Linked DNA regions of Mus musculus: region 1 is linked to region 2. A link is a contact called in public HiChIP or PLAC-seq data. All regions are on one chromosome and are shown on one strand. Each heading gives the region's core, a stretch centred on a gene start, on an enhancer-like site or on the middle of the called end of the contact. The rest is flanking DNA. Distances are from core to core; before and after follow the strand shown. Region 1 overlaps Scp2 (sterol carrier protein 2, liver). Region 2 holds the start of Podn (podocan).

Region 1 (3,702 bases), core at 360-2,859, 46 kb after region 2:
CTGGCAAGATGTGGTATACTCAGAATTTATTAGAAGGCAGAGTAGGAGCCAACAGAATCCAAAGATGGATTTGGTGGGGCATTGTGAGAAGGTGACTGAAGACTGATTCTGCAGAGGTCAAAGGATGGCTCCGCAGTTAAGAGCACCTGTTATTCTTTTGACAACCTGGATCCCAAAACAAACTTGGGCAGTTGACAACGTCCTGTAACCAAGGGATCCAACAATCTTTTCTGGCCTTTGTGGGTAGCCCTACACATGCTTGTAGATGCACACGCACATGTACACACACATGAATACATAAATAAATCTTTAAAAAGAATGGTTCTCCAGTTTCCTGTGTGATCAACTGAAAGATGTCCAAGTTGGAGAGAGAGGTTTGGGAAATATTAGCAGTCCAGTTTCTGAACTTAGGTTTGAGCTACAGACAAGCCATCAAAAAGCAAACAGCACACACAAACTCACACACACACACACACACACACACACACACACACACACACAAAATCAACCTATAACACCCTGAAAAGTAGGCAGTTTGCTCCCTGAATCTAGATTTCAGGGAAGCACTGGGAGCAACCTGAAAGTCATCACTCATCACATGATATTTAACTGGGTTCCAGTTGCATGTTCCCTGTGTGGTGAGTGTGGTGTAGGGGGCTACTTCTGATGCTCTGTTAGGAAATCTGTGTTTACTGGCACAGAAGGTCCTTACCACCAACTGGCTTTTGATCTATCAATAAAGATGTCAACAGTCAATAGTTGGACAGAAAGAACTCGAGGTGGGACTTCCAGGTTCCCATAGGCTAGGAAAGAGGAAGAGAATGGAAGTGAGGGACCCTAAGGGCTTTTTCCAGTCCCACACCCTCCTTACAGCTTCCCTCTCCCATCTGGGGTCAAGGCTAGGCCAAGTTACATTCTCCACCCACAGGAACATTCTTAGAAAAATTATTAGAATGTCCTGACTGATAAGTTACCTGACCCTCTGGAAAGTCCCAAGTAGAGTTCAAATGTGTGTCACGCTTGCTGGACAATAGATTTAAAGGTCAATGTGCATAGCCAATATGTTTGAACTGCAACCTTGCTGATGTAATAGCCATTCAGGGTCATCTTCTAGTCACTCACCTTGAGGGACTAATTGAAGCTTGACTCCTACAAGCTGGAAAACAAACCTCTTGCTTTTGCATCAATCTGGGTGTCTTGGGGGGGGGGCACGTCTCAAAGTAGACACCATTGACCAATGGTCGGGGTCTTACAGAGGTACTTGGGGGAGAGAGATGGGACAGACTTGGAGCTACAGGGGAGATCTTACAAAATGTAAGTAGAAAGGGAAAGCACCTTGGGCAAGAAGACCAACGGGCTTCACAGAAGGTAAGTGAGCAACTAAGCCAAGGGCAGAGTTAGAGGTGTTGAGCTGGGAGTGAAGGTAAGGGCATGCTAGCCACGAAGGCTTAGAAGAGCCCAGCCACAGACCCAGTAAGCCAGTTTAAAAATAAGCTAATGTGGGTGTGTGTCTTTTATCCAAAGATCTGAGATCGCTCCTGGGCAGGTGCATGGTTGTGACCAGTTGGGAACACAAAATGGTGTAGACAACACTACACATTACACAATGTGTTCGTGTCCCACAATGCTCCTCTCCTAGCACCACCACTGAAGGCATGTATACAGTGCTAGTCACATCAGAGAGTACACCTGATTAGCAAGGAGAGAGCTCAGGGAAGCTGCACACAAGGCTGAATTCCAGTTATGCTTCCTCAGGCTGTCCTGATCAGCTCTGCACAAGTAAACTGCATCCCAGAATAGCACTCCACGTCAACAAAGGTAGTGTTCTAGAACTAAGTCTATACCCTTACTGTACACCCCAACCCCCAGCAGACATACACACACACACACACACACACACACACACACACACACACACACACACACATTTGGCTTTTTGAGACAGTCAAAAGTATCCCAGACTAGCCTTGAACCCCAGATCCTCCTTTCTCTGCCTCCCAAGTGCTGGGATTACAGATGAGCAGCACCATCCCACTGAAACCCCACCTTTGTACCAACAGAACCAGGAAAACAAACCCCACAGGCTGAACAGTAAGCATTGAAGGGCACAGTAGAGAGAGTCAGGACAGAGCCCCACCTCCCTAATTACGAGTGTAGACTTATACTCAGAGTAAGTGAGTCTGAGGTTCACTCCACAGCTACAGATGCATGGGATGGCCCCAAACCAGCACAGCACAGGCTCGGGAACTAAACAGGGACTTCGGCTGCCACCTCAGAAGGCAAGTCAGAATTTGTGAGGACAAACTGGGCTGGCTGTGAAAGGAAATAAAACTTGAGACACGTGATTCATGTAATTTATGTCAAATAGCCCAAAGAGTTGTTTGTGAGCTTTGAAACCTGGGGCTGAGAACATAGCAGAACAGGCCAGGACATGCCTGGGCAGGCCCCTCGTTACACGTCCTGACTGGCCTAGTGCCTCCCTATCTCCTGCCCTTCTGACAGTCTGTTGATGTTTAAATGGACCAATCATGTGAAACCGCACCAATTCCTCCCCCAGCCCCACCCCTTTTCTATAAAACCCCTAGCTTCCAAGCCTCGTGGTGGAAACCACTGTCTCCTGTGTGAGATACATTTCGAACCGGAGCTTCGCCATTATAGCTCCACCATGTGGTCGACACCTCTGTCTCCTGCGGGAGATATGTGTCGGCCCCGGAGCTCCGTCATTAAACTTCCTCATGCTTTTACATCAAGATGGTCGTCTGTTCGTGATTCTTGGGTGCACGACGAATGGGAATTAAGTGGGGGTTTCCCCACTAGGTTCTTTCGGTTGCTTGCTTAATCACAAACAGTGAGATAATTCAGTTAGTAAACAAATTTCTAAACCTGAGGACTGAGTACTCACATAAAAAGCTAGATTTAGTGTGTGTGTGTGTGTGTGTGTGTGTGTGTGTGTGTGTGTTTGTAATTCTAGTACTGAGGAGGCAGAGACAGCAATTTTCTGGGGCTCACTGACCAGCCTGACTACCCTAAAACCAGGGAGCCCCAGGTCTAGCAAGAGACTTTGTCTCAAAAATTAAATGGGGGGAGTTGATCCTTAGGATTGACACTAGAGGCTGATGCCCACTTCCCTACAGCTCATATTACATGGCCCCACCACTCCTCTCCAGAGGATGCTGAATAAAGTAGCATTCATGTGTTCAGGATGCGATCTAAATTATTCATCCCACAAAGAACCTGAACCACCCCCCACCAACCAACTCCCAAGAGGAAAGAGCTGGACAGATGCCAAACCCCAAAGTTCAGATTACAAAATGATCAAGGACTTTCAAATTGATACTAGCGCTGCAAGGTGAAAGAGACACACAAATAAACACCAAGACAGACAGAGTTCTCCACAGAGCCAAGAAGCTAGAGAATGAATCAAATACAGATTTGAAAAGTGAAATCTTTGAAATAAAACACTGAGTCCAGATGTGCTAGAGCATGCCTGGGATGCGAGCACACCAGGGGCAGAGGCTGGAAGGTCAGGGACAGCCAGAGACCGACACAGAAAGGCCCTGCTTCTTTGTTCCTTTATTTTTTCAGTACTGGAGATTGAACTCAGGCTCTCCTATATACAAGCCAAACACTGCTTACTGAGCTATATCCCCAGTCTGAGATCTGTCTCCGAAAAGAAAGAAAAGGAAGAATAGGGAAGGGAAG
Region 2 (3,708 bases), core at 309-2,808:
GAAACCATGGACAAGGTGTGGAGTAGTGGCAGGAAAGAGGCAGGTGTGTTGAAGCATGTAAACGGGGAATAGAAATTGGCTGTGAAAGCACAGCTTGCCGAGGGCATCAACCACCATGGCAGGACGTTAGTGATAGAGGGTCGTCAGGGTTCCAATAAGTCATGATCAACACTCTTTGTATGGCTCCAACAAGCCTACAGGTGCCACCTCCTACCCAGGATTCAGACGGAAGGGACAAAGAGTAGCTCTCATGGTGCACAGGTCATTGACTCTGACATCTGACACTTCTTACCTTACACACCGAAGACTGGGCCAAGGGCTCCGAGAGTGTACGGAAGGGGGCAGAAGCCCCAGACCAGTCATTGATGACTTTTTCCAGAGCAGCCCGGGCCCTTCCCAGTGGTGTTCGCCCTGTGAGCCCGGGATCTGGTCATTTGGGCTTTTCCAGGGCAAAAGGGAGAGGTGGAGAAGGAAAGGCCTACCCAGGGGTCTGCCCAGCAGACCAGGTGCCTCTTCGTGCCAGGCAGAGCGCGGTTGCACCTCCCCCAGCAGACATGCAGGCTGCTAATGCTCATCCTCCTGCCACCTCTTGCACACCTGCATCCTAGCCTGGGCGACAGCCCTCCCTGCACGCCTTCTTCAGCAGCAGCTGCCTCCCAACCCGGGGCCCCAGCACTGGAATCCCAAGCCGACCCCACCCCCTTCTTCCACCTGACTGCAGGTCAGCTATTCCAACTCACCCATCCCGGTCCACCCCAACCCCCACCCTGCACCAGGCTGATAGTGGTTCTGAGACCCACACAACCTGGGGACGACCGTGCTCCTTGCCCTGTCCCTTTCTGTGTTCCGCTGGAAGCAGCTGCCTAGACGGAATGGTCGGAGTGCAGTGCCCTGTGTTAGTTAGACTGCACCTAAACTGCCGAAACCAAGTTCCGCTGCTTGACTGTGCGCCTCACCTGCCCTGGCTCCCTGGGGACTGATATCTGCCTTTCTGTGCTTGTTTCTGTATGTAAAGAGGTCGGTGTTGGACTCGGTGAAGCCCCCGACAAACTGACGTGAAAAGACGCAGGATGCCCTGGGTCCCAGTTCTCGGTGCAGAGGTTCAGGCCCCTTCCCAGTTCCACCTGCCCCCACAGTCCCTGTCACCCGCCCGTGTGCCTCCACCTCCCCTCCCCATCCGCTCGCAGATTCTTTCCAGATGTGCGCAGCGGGAGGAGCCCGAAGGCAGGGACTGAATATCGAGTAAAAAAAGGGTCCCCTGCCCCTTGCTCCGGATCCCGCAGGGGGGCCGCCACCCCATATGGAGGTGTGCCTAACCGTGCCCCTTGCGCGGGGTCCGCCCGACAGGGTGGGATACGGCGATCCTCCCCTATCGCGGCTGTGGCAGTGGGAGCACGGCGGGATGTCAGAGAGAGCTGCCCGGGCGCAGCCGGTGGCCCGTGGTCCCTCGGCTCACCGGCTGCCCGCGTCCTACCTGCCGCTGCGCGCCGCGCCGTGGGCGGAACAGGCTCGCGGGTGTCCGCTGCGCTCCGCGGGCGCCGGCTCCTGTCATTCAAGTCGAGCCGTGGGCGCAGCGAGCCAAGTTTTGTTGTGGGTTCTCTCTCCCCGCCTCTCCCCCGGCCCCCGCCCCGCGTGCATCTGCCGGACGCCGGCCTCTCCCGACACAGGCGCAGGGTCCCGCTGGGCGCCGAGAGGGAGGGCCGAGCCCACGGCGCCGGGCTTGGCGGGGGGCCCACTTCCCGGGAGCTCGCGCCGCCGCCCCGGCCGGCCGCAGCACCACGCCCCCAACACCGGGTGCCTCCAGCGCACCACCTCCGCCTGCCAGCCTGCGGGCTGGGACCGCACCCAGGCAGGCCCCCCGCACCTGAGGAGAACCGAGAGGGCTCCTTCCTTCCAGTTCCTCCGCGCTCAGCTTCTTCCTCAAGGAGTTTGCAACCTTCCCGGGCACAAGTACCTTCCCTGTTCCCTCTCCCACCCTAGGGTCCGGAGCATGGCTAATGCTGCGTCAGCCAAGACCCTTCTGGACCCCTTCCTGTCAAAATTCCTCCTTCTCCTCCCCACCATCCACCCTCACTCCACTGGCCCTGGGCCCACAACTTGGTGAACCTTGAAGGAGAGTTAAACTGGACCGGAGTCTTCAAGCACACAGGTTCTAGTCGCGGAGAAAGCAAGGGACTGAGCAGGGAGCACTCCATATTGCTCCCAGGAGCTGAAAATGGTTCCAAGCACAGGCACATTAAGTACTAGCAGCTGAAGCAACACTGTTTGGCGCCAAGGGCTTCGTGGTGGAAAGGCGGGTGAGACTGGGTTTGGGTGCTACTTGGCACCTCTGCTGTGAAACAAACCTGTCTTCTACGTGCTGTGGCCTTTGGGCAGGACCTACTTGGCTCTCGGAGAGGGATAAAGATAATAAATCAAATGTGGAACCACTTGGCCACCTAAACTGCCGAGACCCTAAAGGGCTCTGGTTAAAGTGGCTGCAGACCTTTCCCTCCTGTGCTGCCAGGCAGTCAGTTTATATCTCCATGCATTAGTCTCTAGTCCTTACAGCCCTGCAAAGGAAGATTATTTCCCCATCTAATAAGTAAGGATGTGGCCTGTGCTTGGCTGCGTAACTAACATCATCATTCGGAGCTGGGGTTCTGGCCCATCTACCCATTGCAAAAGTCGTCTGTGATGCAAACAGGCAGGTAGGTAGGGATAGAGCCTGTGTTTGAACCCACAGCCATCTGTTTCCATTACCCATCACTGAAGAACTTAACACGAATGGGAAAGGGAAATATTTTGCCTTCTTTGGCCTCAAATTCCAATCTTCTCTGAGCTCAAACTTGAAAGTTGGTATGATTCACAAGATTGGACAGGGCCCAACAGAGATGCATCTTGTGTTTTCTGGACAGAGCCTAGATTCAAGTGGAGCTAAAAGAACTGGATTCTATTGGCTGGTTTACCCATGAACCAAAAATCTTCTAGAACAAGAAAAATCAGCACATGCTGAGTGCCAACGAAGTGCCAGGCACTGTCCTTAAACATCCTGGCCAGCCCTGTGGGGGAGGTACGGTAGAATACACCTGGAAGGGTCAGGGTGTTTTAGGGCTAGGCACTTAGAACACTACACACTCACTTCTGCTACCATCAAAACTAGCTCTGCCAAGCCAGTGCCCACACACGTACTGTGTCTGTGTGGTGCTGAAGGCACCAGCTACATTACAGCCTGGAGGGATTGTGAGTGTCTCAGGAGGAAACGGAGGTGACCCTCCGGCCTTCAGAAGGGATGGGTACCCAGCTGACTACCTGTGCACTTCGGCTCCTTCATGCTGCTTCTCAGAGTCAGCATCTGTTCAGTCTAAGATCACTACAGTGTATGGGGTCAAGTAGACCTGGGCCCAAAGGGAAATGCATTAAAAACTGTCTACATTAAACAGAAAAATTCCAGGTCTTCTCTGCACAGCTCTGGTCTCACAGTAAGTCCAAAAAAAAAAAAAAAAAAAAAAAAAAAGACAGCTGCTTTTATAAGACTGTTATCCAGACCTGACTGAACTCCAAGAGATGTCCAATAGAAACACAGACTAATATCAAGGGGCATGCCTGTTATCCTAGCATTTAGGTGGCTTGGGCAGGAAGACAGCAAGTTTGAGGCCGCTGGACTATACAGTGAAGTTCTGTCTCTAAAAGGGGTGGGGTGGGGGTGGAGAGATGGCTCACCAGGTA

Evidence for each region. HiChIP or PLAC-seq counts read pairs in DNA pulled down with a chosen protein or histone mark.
Region 1: an H3K27ac HiChIP or PLAC-seq map of embryonic stem cells shows a contact between it and region 2, with 6 read pairs. The contact joins the enhancer-like site here to the promoter of Podn in region 2. A contact is called at or near these places in 1 of 39 promoter capture datasets (the 3T3-L1 cell line), 3 of 484 Hi-C or Micro-C datasets (cerebral cortex, cranial neural crest and liver), 3 of 115 datasets of contacts at active chromatin or transcription factors (embryonic stem cells and extraembryonic endoderm stem cells) and 3 of 9 other capture datasets (adipose tissue, liver and pancreatic islet).

What each region holds. Positions count from the first base shown.
Region 1 is chr4:108,076,717-108,080,418 of GRCm38.p6, forward strand. All of the region lies in intron 10 of Scp2 (sterol carrier protein 2, liver), which reads right to left. Among named protein-coding and RNA genes, the nearest start is that of Mir6397, 8.8 kb to the right of the region's middle. Within about 2 kb of position 1,610, at least 23 of the 459 cell types and tissues checked have an H3K27ac peak or open chromatin away from gene starts, as enhancers often do. A contact at or near this core is called in embryonic stem cells and liver, where this site is marked.
Region 2 is chr4:108,030,396-108,034,103 of GRCm38.p6, forward strand. It overlaps Podn (podocan), which reads right to left and starts at 1,559. Exons shown (of 13, transcript NM_172874.4): 1 at 1,475-1,559.